Regions from separate parts of the Pan troglodytes genome. Here region 1 is linked to region 2. Evidence: chromatin contacts called from public capture Hi-C data. All regions are on one chromosome and are shown on one strand. Each heading gives the region's core, a stretch centred on a gene start, on an enhancer-like site or on the middle of the called end of the contact. The rest is flanking DNA. Distances are from core to core; before and after follow the strand shown. Region 1 has its middle 8.6 kb from the start of MYCNOS. Region 2 overlaps LOC107971532 (a long non-coding RNA gene).

What was found. Capture Hi-C pulls out chosen DNA fragments and counts their contacts.
Region 1: a capture Hi-C map of stem cell-derived neural stem cells shows a contact between it and region 2, with 2.3 times the contacts expected there. The contact joins two enhancer-like sites. A contact is called at or near these places in 1 of 7 Hi-C or Micro-C datasets (stem cell-derived neural progenitor cells), 1 of 1 datasets of contacts at active chromatin or transcription factors (stem cell-derived excitatory neurons) and 1 of 1 other capture datasets (stem cell-derived neural stem cells).

What each region holds. Positions count from the first base shown.
Region 1 is chr12:106,923,665-106,927,285 of NHGRI_mPanTro3-v2.0_pri, forward strand. No RefSeq gene overlaps it. Among named protein-coding and RNA genes, the nearest start is that of MYCNOS, 8.6 kb to the right of the region's middle. Within about 2 kb of position 1,882, at least 1 of the 24 cell types and tissues checked has an H3K27ac peak or open chromatin away from gene starts, as enhancers often do. A contact at or near this core is called in stem cell-derived neural stem cells, where this site is marked.
Region 2 is chr12:106,789,926-106,793,743 of NHGRI_mPanTro3-v2.0_pri, forward strand. It overlaps LOC107971532 (a long non-coding RNA gene), which reads right to left. Exons shown (of 4, transcript XR_001714469.1): 4 at 1-196. Among named protein-coding and RNA genes, the nearest start is that of MYCNOS, 140 kb to the right of the region's middle. Within about 2 kb of position 1,971, at least 2 of the 24 cell types and tissues checked have an H3K27ac peak or open chromatin away from gene starts, as enhancers often do. A contact at or near this core is called in stem cell-derived neural stem cells, where this site is marked.

The DNA of each region.
Region 1 (3,621 bases), core at 632-3,131, 130 kb after region 2:
CTTCAGATTCATACCCTTTTTTTTGAGACGGAGTTTTGCTCTGTCACCCAGGCTGCAGTGAAATGGTGCGCTCTTGGCTTACTGCAACCTCTGCCTCCTGGGTTTAAGCAATTCTCCTGCCTTAGCCTCCCGAGTAGCTGGGATTACAGGTGCCTGCAACCACACCTGGCTAATTTTTTTGTATTTTTAGTAGAGATGGAGTTTCATCATGTTGGTCAGGCTGGTCTTGAACTCCTGACCTCAGGTGATCCACCTGCCTTGGCCTCCCAAAGTACTGGGATTACAGGCATGAGCCACCATGCCCAGCCCAGATTCATACTCTTAATTACTATGCTCAATGGTTTCTCCTCAAGACAATGAATGGAAATTGGTGGGGTACATTTACCAATGTCCAGAGGGAGATAAGGGAAGATTTTTTATTTTTTATTATTATTTTTTGAGACTGAGTCTCGCTCTGTCACCCAGGCTGGAGCGCAGTGGTGTGATCTCGGCTCACTACAACCTCCGTCACCCAGGTTCAAGCAATTCTCCTGCCTCAGCCTCCTGAGTAGCTGGGATTACAGGCACCAGCCACCATGCCCAGCTAATTTTTGTATTTTTAGTAGAGATGGGGTTTCACCATGTTGGTCAGGCTGATCTCAAACCCCTGACCTTGCGATCCACTTGCCTTGGCTTCCCAAAGTGCTGGGATTACAGGCGTGAGCCACCACGCCCAGCCAGAGATAAGGGAAGTTAAGCACTGAACCGAGAAGCTTGAGGCCTGAGATCTGGTTTCTGAGAAAGCACAAGAGTGCCCAGGGCAGGACGCTCTCCCCACAGGCCCTGCCCCTCAGCTCCCAGGACCAGATGCGCCTTCCCTGAGCCTCCTACCTCCGCTGTTGGCATCCCTGAATTCCTCTAGCCTTTCTACTTATTTTTTACGGCATTTGCCACCATATTAGATGCTGTTTAATTTATTTGCTTATTATGTTTATTTGTACAGCTGTCACTCTCTCTTAGACTATAAACTTCAAGAAAGCAGAGAAGATTTGGGAGAGTTTTGTCTTTTTTGTTCATTGATGTCTCCCAAGCACTTAGAACAGTGCTTGATACATGGTAACTGCTAAATAAATATTTGTTGAGAGAGAGAATGGGAAAGAGGGAAAGAAAAAAAGAAAAAAGAACGCTTCCAGGCATGGCAGTGTGTGTGCACCTGTTGTCCGAGTTACCCAGGAAGCTGATGCAGGAGGATCACTTGAGTCCAGAAGTTCTGAGCTGTAGCACCCTATGCCTACTGGATGTCCACACTAAGTTTAGCATCAATATGGCAACTCCTGGGAGTAGGGGACCACCAGGTTTCCTAAGGAAGTATGAACTGGCTGGCCCAGGTCAGAAATGGAGCAGGTCAAAACTCCTGTGCTGATCAGCAGTGGCACTGTGCCTGAGATTAGCCACTCCACGCCAGGCTAGGCAACATGGCAGGACCCTGTTGCAAAAAAAGAAAAATAAAATAAAGGAAAAATAAAATTCTCACAAGCAGACTGCAGGTGCCTCCCCTGAAATGGGAGAGTAAACTAGTTGGCTTCTATGCCTCTTCCAAGTCAAACAACCTCTGATTTCGAAAACAACTCACATCAGAATTTCAAAACATAGCCACCATAGGGATTAATGAAACTAAAACTCAGAAGACCAGATTCCCTCACTTATAATGTGGGAATGTGATAAACTGATCAAAAATCCTCAAGGATTTTTGAGACTCAAGCATACAAAAACTTGGGAAGCTCTGCAGTGCTACACAGGGGTGGGAGGCATTGCAACCTTTTTCACTACGAGTGTAGACCATCTGTGGCCTGAGGCAAGGGTCTGAGCTGCCACAGGCCAGGCCAGGCATAGGCTCAGTGAACCCAGGCAGAGGACCAGCTTCCTCCTTCAGATAGCCCCAAACTCAGCCACTAGGCCCCTCATATGCTTTCATTCATCAGCCCCTCAACCCCAGTGCCTCTTGGTTTCTCTTCTTGCCTTCTATACGACCCCCAGGGCTTTAACTCTCTTGCAGACTGTGGGTTCCTTGTAGACAGTCCTCTATGAGCATTTTATCTTCACTTCCTCAGAACTGCCAGCATAGTCAGTACCAGACACTCATTGATGTCTAAGGGATGTCTTTTCCCATCTGAATTAGCCTGAGAGCTTGTGAACTGGAGTTGGTGGGAGACCCACCCATAATGGAAATCATCTCCTGGCTCCTTCCTGTTACCGTCTATACTGCTGGCATCTGCTAAGGCTCTGTCACCTGTCAGTCACAGGGCAGGTGCTCAGAATCAGAGGCAAATGAGAGCCCTATCTGCCTTAAGGGAGCCCACAGTTTAGGGGGTCCAGGAGGTGCATAAGGTAGCTAGAAGATAAGTGCACAGAGGCCAAGGGCTGGGAAAGGCCTACCTGGGGGTGCAAGATTGAGAAGGATTTCAATTAATGGAATCTGGGTAACCTAGAAGGAGGGATGTGGTGAAACAAGTCACGGATGAGAAACAGCCAGAGGCCAGCACATGGAGGGCCATGGGCAATGGAGCTGGTGGGACCGGGTAGAAGTGCCTCTGTGGGGGGCTGGAGAGTTGGGACTCGATTCTGTAAATAGTAGGGAACTGTTGGAAGTTTGCATAAAGAGTAGGTGGTTTAGAAGGGTTAATATGGAAGCATGATGTAGGTGGACGGGCAGGCCAGGAGGTGGGGAGGCTACAGTGTGGGCAATGAGAAAGTGAATGTTATGGGAAGGGCACTGGGCGGGTCACAGGAGACACCGGCTCTAGTCTCCCTGGGTTAAGCCATTAATTCCAGGTGGGATCCCGCACCCTCATTCTGTGAAATGAATTTCAATGAGATGATCTCTGTGCTTCGTCTCAGCTCTATCATTTATTGATCTAAATGATGTAGAGCTCTTTCCCGGTCTCAAAACTGCTCTTGGAATGCAGAGATGGTTTCTCATGTTATTGAAACAACTAGTTCAATTCTTCTGTGACTACAGCAATTACTTTATAGATAATTGCAGAGCTAAATTTGGTGACATTCCCTCAGCTAGGTCAGAAAAGGCAAATATGGGATTTTTTCACTTAGTTTTAATCCTTTAGGTGCATATTTGTGGTCCACCTAATGCAAAAATGTTTCATGTTATATACTACATTATATACATTAAAAAAATGACTAACCTAACAATGGAAAACAAGAAACTGTAAACATTTAGAAGAGAATGACCACTGGAGATGTTAGAGGGGGTGGAATTTGGCTCTGAGCTTCCCAGCAGCCCGAGCAAAAAGAGAGCATAGTAGGAATTGTAGTTTAGTGGCCTCATACATATGAACAGTTTTCTTTCTTCACGGTTAAGCATTCCATTTCATTGGACACACTCAGGTAGGTTCCTTATGGGAATCACAAATAGAGAAACTGGGATGACTGAGCTGGGCTTCAAGAATCTTAGGTACACAATGTGAGGTTGCTTAACTTTCTTTTGGCTCTTGCACACACAGAGGGGCAGAGGCCGTGAGTGATTTGGGGCCTGTAAAATGCAAATGAACAGAAGTTTTTTGAATGACAATTCAAAAAGAAAGGGTGCATTATTTTTTAGTCTGGGGATGGGGACTAGGAGAATTA
Region 2 (3,818 bases), core at 721-3,220:
GAGACCAGTGACCTATTGAAGTGGTGCCTCTGGCTCAGTCGGCCTCAGTCTTCCGCTGGGACTCAGACCTGCTCCGGAAGTAAAAAATATTCCTGATATGTCATCAACACTGTCCTCTTTGTGCTTAATTTGCATTGACAACTGAAAAGTTAAGCAGATGCATCATTGGGCCTCCTTGTTCATTTTTTACACTTCACTGTAAAAAACAAGAAATGATTATAGAAAAATATATATATCTGCTGGAAAACTCCTTTCTCCCCTCTAGTTCCGAATCTTGCAATTGGGAATGTTTGTCATATTTTAAATCAGCAGATGATAGTTGGCTGCATCTGCCCGTGTGGCATTTTTTTTTCTTCTGGGTTCACACATAAACTTCCTTTCCTTCCCTCTAAATTTCTGTCTTTCTTTTTACCTCTCTGTCTTTTGGTAGATCGTCTTTCTTTTTTTCTTCCCATCTTTATGGTTTCTCTACACAATCCTTTAGCCATGTTATTGTTCAAATTTAACTTCCAATTCTCAAGTTACTGTGTGTGTGGTTTTTTCTTATCTACAAAGGAAATATTCCCATGGGAAAAGATAAGTGTGAAACAAGGGCAGCTAGGGTCCTATCTTTGGGGTGTCCAGACTTATACAAAGAACTTTTTAATGAACTGTTTTGTTTTTGTTTTTTGTTTTTGTTTTTGTTTTTTTTCTCAAAAAAGGAAGACATGTGTAGCCTCTGCCCCAGAGGGGGAGAATTCTTGGCTGAGGAGGATAGGTGGAGAGGGTTTCCAAACTCTCCACCTTCAAGTCCTAAGTCTTTGAAAGCTATCCTAAGATAAAGCAACATTCTCTTGTGAATTTTGTAATAAGAATTCTAGACTTGTTGGGTATGAGGCACATCTGAGCATGAATTGCCTTGGGTTTCCACAGGCCATCCTAGAATCCCTGGGAAGGAAGGGCTCCCTTTATTCCTGGACCGCCTTTGATGACACACAACCTTTGACCCTGATCAATGCATCCTCCTCCCAAGCAGTGCAGACAGGAGCAGCTCTCTCAGCACCCAGAGGAAGCGCGGGCATTCGGCTCTGACCTCTCACCCTGCCCCTAACCTTACTGATAATTGAGTTTTCCATTCGTACTCACCAGCAGGCTCTCTACACAAAGAAACAAGCCCCCCTTACTCTGTCTTTACCGAGATGAAACCACGAGCAGGGTCTGTTCAGCCAACACCAGCATCCGGTACCAGAACACACAAGAGGATCGGATCTGGGTCCCGGCTCCCCGATTCCATCCTGGGCCTCCCAGCACCTCCCATGCCGCCAGGACAGAGCACCTGACTCAGACAGCATTTGTTTCTCCTAGTGTGGCACTTGAAGAGAGAACTGTGTCTCTTTGAAAAATGTTCATGTTGCAGAGCAATTTAAAACACACACCTCCTTCCAAGTGCCCTTCCATAAAAGCCTGCTTTCCAGAAGCTCCTGGAATCCTAAAAACTGAATCAAAGACATTTTAAAATGAACTTTCTCTACCTCCCTTTGAATCTTTGTAAAATCTCTTATTGTAGAATAAAGTAAGCTATCAACAAGCCCTTTCAAAACATTTCCACCCTAAGTTTGCCCTATGCGTGGAAAGAATGGATGGCTAGAATCACCCCCTCGACCTCCTGCTGAAGAGGACAAGGTGCTGGTTTGGGAGGCAAGTCCCCAGCCAGTGAGTTGGGGCTCCCGGAACTGCTGTCCACGAGGAGGGGAAGATGGAGTCCTGAGATGCCCGCACTACCCTCGGCAAATGCTTGAGGGCTTCTAACTTAGGAATGGTAATGACCTCATTAGCATCATGCACTTCCCCCTGCAAGTGACACCATCTCCTCCGGCTCTCACATCCCCACTGAGGTAGCTAGATCTTGTGCCAAGAAACCAAAGGGCAGAGGATGTGTCCAAGGTCACCAGAAGAGGTGGAGCCAAGACTTCGAGCCAAGTTTTCGGACTCTGCAGCCATGAAACTTGGGGAGTGCCCCGCTGCTTCTAGAGGAGCACCCCTGGAAGGCAGAAGAACCAGAGGAAGCTTCGAGGGTAGGACAAAGACACAAGAACATGTGAAAGCAGAGACAGAACTGTTCTTGCCAGAGGGAGAGGTGGAGACTTCAGAAGACAGAACAGTCGCCATGGCAGTGGCATTCTGGGGGGTGGAGGGGCTTCCTGGGGAGGAAGGGCCCAGCTGAGCCTTAAGGATGGAGCAGCATTGAGAGTAGTAGAGGGGAGATGGCGAGGTGCTTTAGCAGGGGGACCTGCCTGGGAAGAGGCTTCAAGCAGGAAGCCCTGATGGAGACAATGATGAGGTCCTGGGCTGACAGCCTGTTGGAGAGAGAGGGAGGGCCACACGTGCAAGGCCTTGAAAGTTGAGCCAGGAGTTGGGGCTTTCTGTGTAAGCAGTCTCTTAGAATACCTACTGTAGGGGTGTAGTGTACAGTCTTTAACAACAAGGACATTTTCCCATTTGGAAATTGAAAAGTGGGAAAACTCAGCCAGAATGGCACCCATATATGGGCCAATCAAAGCAAGACCCATTGGCCTAAAAGCCTCCTCTTCATTCCCCACTGCCTGCCCTCTTGCCCAGACAGTGTGAAGCTCCCTAGGCCCGTGCTCAATCTCCAGCCTTCTGGGCTGCTTTATGGCAGATTCAGATGCAAAAGGTCTGGGAGTGACTCAAGAATCTCTGTTTTTACTGAGTGTCCATAGGTGTTGTTAACCACGAACCAGTTTAGAAAGAAGAAACACCACTGTGAGGATCACCCGGGGCACTAGGAAATAACAGGGCCTCTCCTCTGCAGAGCCTGAGCTAGCAGGTCCATGGGGAGAACCAGGAATCTGGGTCTTTAACAAAAGCAGGGCCAGGTTTTGGTTGAGATGAGCAAGGTGAGCCATCCAAGTGCAGGGTCAACTCCTATCCTCATTTCAAAGTTTCTTCGCTCCATTGCTCATCATGGACATTTTTGCACTGATTTTTGTTATCATTTATCTTGTAACTGAGTTTTTTTGGCTTCTCCTTAAAATTTGCACCTAAAATGAGTGTCTCACTTGCCTCACCCTTGTCTTGGCCCACAACAAAAGCCCCAGGTGATCCCCAGGATGATGGCTGAGTCCAGGACACTCAGCACAGCCTTCCAGCTCTTTCCTTTGCCTGCATTTCCAGCCTCATCCACCTCATCCCTGAGCACAGGCTCTGCACACCCACCCCAGCCCAGTGACCAGCTCTCCAAACAGCCTCTGCACATACTCTTCCCTCTTCTTGCAATGTCCTTGCTGCCTCTGGGGTCCCCACTCCACCTGGGCAGCCCCTCCTCCAATGCCACCAATGGCCCCCTGTATACATATAGGGCTGGGAGCTCTGCCACACTCTCCCGCTGAAACTACCAGCCTCCCGCAACAACCCCAGGAAAGAATAGTGTCTTCACTTCTACGCTCATTTTGCCCACAGCCCCAAGTCAGGACTGTCTCACCATCCCATTATTGTTCAATGTGCCTGTGAGCCCCTTGAAGAAAAAGGAAATATCTTATTCCAGATCCTCCCACTCCTAGAACATACCCTGGCACTGAAGAGAGGATGGATGGATGGATGGATGGATGGATGGATGGATGGGTGGGGTGGGTGGGTGGATAGATGGATAGATGAATGAATAAAATTCGAGGCACAATGGGCTGATCACAGGCCTCACAACCCAAACCTGGGCTTGAATCCGACTTCACTACCCACCTCTGAATGCTCCTAACAAGTGACTTAACAACACCAGCTCCATCTCCTCATCTATAAAATGGAACTAAGGGGGCTGCCTTTGC